Linked DNA regions of Bicyclus anynana: region 2 is linked to region 1. The links are chromatin contacts, called in public Hi-C maps. All regions are on one chromosome and are shown on one strand. Each heading gives the region's core, a stretch centred on a gene start, on an enhancer-like site or on the middle of the called end of the contact. The rest is flanking DNA. Distances are from core to core; before and after follow the strand shown.

The links. Hi-C and Micro-C count contacts between places; a contact is called where the count stands out from the background.
Region 2: a Hi-C map of whole body shows a contact between it and region 1, with 1.8 times the contacts expected there. The contact joins two enhancer-like sites. A contact is called at or near these places in 2 of 2 Hi-C or Micro-C datasets (whole body and whole larva).

Annotation. Positions count from the first base shown.
Region 1 is chr20:9,309,388-9,312,145 of ilBicAnyn1.1, reverse strand. All of the region lies in intron 2 of LOC112057974 (dystroglycan 1), which reads right to left. Among protein-coding and RNA genes, the nearest start is that of LOC112057975, 81 kb to the left of the region's middle. Within about 2 kb of position 1,470, at least 8 of the 8 cell types and tissues checked have open chromatin away from gene starts, as enhancers often do.
Region 2 is chr20:9,359,511-9,362,210 of ilBicAnyn1.1, reverse strand. It overlaps LOC112057974 (dystroglycan 1), which reads right to left. Exons shown (of 20, transcript XM_052887874.1): 5 at 2,295-2,441; 6 at 1,240-1,407. Among protein-coding and RNA genes, the nearest start is that of LOC112057975, 31 kb to the left of the region's middle. Within about 2 kb of position 1,355, at least 2 of the 8 cell types and tissues checked have open chromatin away from gene starts, as enhancers often do.

The sequences.
Region 1 (2,758 bases), core at 221-2,720:
TACCTGATCGTTACAACCATCTCCTCACCCCTATGGTATCAAGATTGCCAGCACGAATTGCAAAGGAATCTAGCTAGGGGCACTTGATAAAAGGCGCAAAATTAACGGACATGTGATTTAAACATTAACTTATTTTTGGTAAGAGCGGCAAAATGCTCTAGCCTTGAGTCCGGTTTACCGATGAAATTTTAAGCATATGAGGGTTAACACTTTACACCTATGCCTTTGACGCAGGTCGGCGTATTGTAGGACGAATGCTAGCAAAATATTACTATATTAAAGACTATGATTATGATGGACCATATTACGTTATTCCAATCAAAATAACTAATTATACACACCACAGACTTTAGGTGACTAAGGTACAATTAAATAAAATTAAGTACTGACGTACTAAGTAATTAGCTAATTAATTACAATGTAGTCGTAAATAAAAAAATAATACATCATTGCAATTGTTTGCATGTCAAGATGCAGTAAGCGTAATACATTTGTCGTTGTTTTTTATATATTGAAATGAGAAATATAAATTACATTGATACAAACGCAACCGCGGTCGTTGACTTTACCTTATCTCTTAATAGAAAACCTCTACGTCTTAACTTGCGTGATTATCAATACATTTAATTAAATAAAAATACCCACGCAGCGCGCATAAAATCTAATGTCAGCCACTGATGATCAAGTAAGCTTACTTGCTTGCAGCGCTAACGGCTTGACAGCCGATAAAACTGATCGTGTGTTGGTCGCGATAGGCCGATCGCGATCGACATAATATCAGTTTTATCGGACGTCGAGCTAGTAGCACTGCAGGCATGTGGGCTTATCGGATGGTAAGTGGCATTATGTATAAAAAATATCGAGTCAGGTTGTTCGTTTGTCAGGTTTATTTATTTATACTTTATTTGTACACCACAACATAAGAAAAAACAAATAATAAGACAGAAAAAAATAGTACAGAAGTAGAATACAAAAGGCGGCCTTATCGCTATGTAGCGATTTCTTCCAGGCAACCAGGTTGTTGTGTGTTTGTGATGAATTTCTCTGAAAAAGCTATTTTACCGTTACGTACTTACCTATTTTTTATTACAATTTTAGTACTTCTGAAAGAAACTTATATTACGTCTTTGTTGTGTCTAATACATAACATAAACTCGGAAACAGGCTTATACAATTATAATTAAAATTAAAAAAAAACTATTTATGGAATTATTAGATGATCATTTTAAGAACACATTTACATACAAGATTCAACAACAAAAAAAAATAAACACTACGACATCTACCGCGTAGGAGACGCAAGTCGCGACAATGAGACTCTTAAAATCACTTACAGAAACGACAAAGCTGTTGGAAGGTGTACACGCGTACAAACATAACCCTTAGGGCTTAAAATTAAAGTCCACATTGTAATGAGCTTGCAGGTGCTTTCGTGGATCTCTATACATGTCAAAGGGTCTGTTTCGGTGTTGTGTCGCCCCCTCACGCCGAGTGCGTAGTTTGGTACGTTTGTAGTGCCAACAATGAGTACGTCTCGTATAGTGTCTAGGTAATTTAGCCAGACTGTTTCCTGCCTCGGGAGACGTTTTAGTATCCATCTGATGTTAAAAAATGGTCTAATGTTTGGAACGTTTTCGTTAACCCCTGACGCAAAAAGAGGCGTGTTATGAGTTTGACGTGTCTGTCTGTCTGTATGTCTGTGGCACCATAGCTCCCGAACGGATAAAGCGATTTCTATTTAGTATTTTTTGACATGACAACGTCTTATAATTCGATGAAGCCAGTTGCACACCCGAAAAAATATAACGTCATGCGTCGTTCCGTCGCTCTAGGGTTGCCAACTATTTACAAGAAATAAAGTATATTCTGGTCTATGAAGATTATTAAACAGTATTTTAGAAAAACGAATATTTTTCTCTTGAAAAAATGCAACCATTCCATCAGTATTTTCTTATGACGTTGTTACGTTCATCTATCGTCAGTAAACCTTTACAGACAACCGATTTTTGTAGTAAAGGTGACTCACGCGCGTGTGTTCCTAGACATGTTTGATGAAAATCGGTTGAGCCGTTTAAAAGTTATGGGGAGTGGGGAAGAACAACCGAATGTCTGTAAATATATATCAAGTGGGGTCTCAAATGAAAGCGCACTAAAAGATAATAATTACGACTTGATCGAGAATGTAATTAATAATTTAATGTCATTCGAGGGTTTTTCAAAACTTTAAATTTTATGTTATAACCAAAGATTTTATACTATTAGATATGTCTATAGCGCGTCGAAACTGAGCCGAAAAAAATGCCTAGTTGTCTTAATTTCATTTAGTGGCATTGTAAGCAACGAAAGTTTAAACAAACAATACATATATAGCTAAAACTGGTTACTGTCTGATCTAATCTAAGATTTACTTAAGATCCCCAGATCCCCTATACTAAACCTAAAGTCGACTATTTAGCTGAAGCCGCGCGGTTTAGCCTACGTGGTTTCCGTTCTTGTAGGAATACGGGGATAATATATAGCCTTCCTCGATAAATGGACTATCTGACACTGAAATAATATTTCAAATCGGACCTCTCCTGAGATTAGAGCGTTCAACCAAACAAACTCTTCAGCTTTTTAATATTAGTGTAGATAATGACTTAGTGCGGAAAAAGCCCAATTGACCTATTCACAAACTAGATATAGATCTAGTTAGTGAATAGGACACTAACTATTCACTAACTAGGTCTATATCTAGTTAGTGAATAGGACAACCTAA
Region 2 (2,700 bases), core at 106-2,605, 50 kb before region 1:
ATAATGTAGGATTATAATGGTGATATACTAGGTGGACCGAGGATATCAAGCGGGTTGCAGGTCGATACTGTTTTGTTTGGAAGTCCATGCAAGAGTCCAGCAGTGGACGTCCATCGGCTGTTGATGATGATGATGATGATGAATGGTGAAATCATTTTTCAATTAATTATTAAAACAAACAACCAATATATTAGTATAGATACTCATATGTGTATTGTCCAGATATTTTTATTTATTAACATTAGTTACGAGTTCTAAATTATAATCGGGATACTAATATTTACACTGGCAACATTGTGTTCTCGATAAGACAATGAATTATTCCGCGCTCGATTCCCGCGAATGCATTGTTTTGTTGATACAGTTCTACGAGCCGTTATATCAACACGTTGAACTATTCGACCGGCGAATTTTTCACTTGTTCAAACAATGTTATGCGTTCGTGAAAGAACAAATGGCCCGTGAGACTATTGTTGGTGGTACAATTTTGAACTGTTCTGTAAACAATTTGTTTATTTATTGCCGTTTTCAGCACGTGTGTTGTTTTTGTTTTATATAAGCAAAGTACGCTTGTCTTTTAAATTTCGTCCAATCTACGTGTGATATTAAACACACAAAGATCATTTCAGTAAAGTTAATGTCAAGTGCACGGATAATCGGTCTCCCTTCTTTTATTATAGTGTAGATAGATTCTTTTATTTTCTGAAATGCTGACAAAACAGAATCATTTATTGATAATAATGCTCTATAGTGATTGTTGCAGAATAAAACATTATCAACGTAAGCCTGCCAGCCTGCCAACCAATACTGGGTTATCGTAGTGGATGCACTTCCTAGCACCGGGCTGTTATTGATTTTTCTCTCGAAAAGCCTAATAGTTCGTAGCTCGACCCAGGATTCTAATCCAGTATCTCATATTTTATACCCACAAAGACAAATCACTGGAACAACAGGTGAGTATGCTGCTGCCGTTGCTATTGCTGATGCTGACAATGATGATGGTGATGATGATGATGATGATGATGATGATGATGACGATGATGATGATGATGATGATGGTGATGATGATGACGATGATGACGATAATGATGATGATGATGATGATGATGATGATGATGATGATGATGATGATGATGATGATGATGATGATGATGATGATGGTGATGGTGATGGTGATGATGATGATGACGATGGCAATGACGACGATAATGATTCACAAAAAATTAACAAACGAATTACTTCAACAGTAAAGGAGTCGGTGGCGGTGAGGCCGCGCGTGCGCCCGTGCGCTATGACGGTGAAGGCGTGTGCGCCGATGTCGTGCTTCTGCGGCACGCCGCTCACCAGCCCGTGCTTCGTGTCCACCGCCAGCCAGCTCGGCAGACGGTGACCGTCTTGACTTCGGACCTGCAACATATCGCATAATCTAACTATGGGCCTCATAAGAAGGCTCAGAGTCACACAGCGAGCGATGGAACGAGCTATGTTAGGAGTATCTCTGCGTGATCGAATCAGAAATGAGAAGATCAGCAGAAGAACCAAAGTCAGTCAGCTCAACGAGTTGCGAAGCTGCGGGGGGGCGCATAGTTCGAAGAGCCGATGGACGTTGGGGTCCCAAAGTGATGGAATGACGACCCCGCACTAGTATGCGCAGTGTTGGTCGACCCCCCACCAGGTGGACTGACGACATCAAGCGAGTCGCAGGGATTCGCTGGATGCAAGGTGGCTCAGTATCGTGTTGTATGTAAGTCCCTACAAAAGGCCTATGTCCTGCAGTGGACGTCCATCGGCTGATATGATGATGATGATGAAAAACTCTGTTTGTCGTTGATAGCTTTTTTCCGATTGTATGGTTGCGTAATTATCAAAGCGAAGCTTAACTGATAATATACAGGGTGATACTTTTTGTAGTGCGCAAAAAAAATGGTGTTTATATCATAGGGACATGATGTTATCGCCTATGCCACAAATTGTCATGCAGGGCAGTCTATTGTAGGGCGAGTTCCACAGATCCGCATCGTACGGATCGCATCGAACGGATTATATCTGTTGTAAGATTAGAAATTCGTTTGACGCGTTGCGTCCGATACGTACGATGCGGCTTAGTGGACGACTGGCATAATAATTTCATACTCATAGTACCTACCTAATGTGATGTTGAAAATAAGGAGGCTTTTAATTTTGCGTAACTGTCTCATTCCGAAATCCTTAATCCGTGACTTACGACTACCTAAGACGGTAAGTAAGCATATATTTTCCAAAAGCTAGTTAGTTGTAAATGACGTAAACCTTACCTTATATGCTAACACCTCCCCAGAAAAAGCTTCTTTGGGGATTTCCATTCTAAACAAGTGTCCCACGTAGGCCGATGTGTCAGGAACACCCCATAGTCTTCTTAGGCCATTCTTAGCTATTTCTGAATGATTCGCTGTCAATTCCACCTGGAAAAAGTTATTTAAAATTAAATATAGTGGACCAACAATACTCTAGACATAATAGAAAATGTGAGTCGTCACGGGACCCCTGGCAGATGTGAAACATTGACATTATTTTGTAAAAGTAATATGCAGAAAAGAACAGATTGTGATAGGAACTAAATATGATATGATGATACGGAGTCACTATAGGTATCCGAGCTCAGTGTAGCGAGAGAGATGGCTTACGCCGATGACGCCGGATCGAGTGGGAGAGAATCGCACA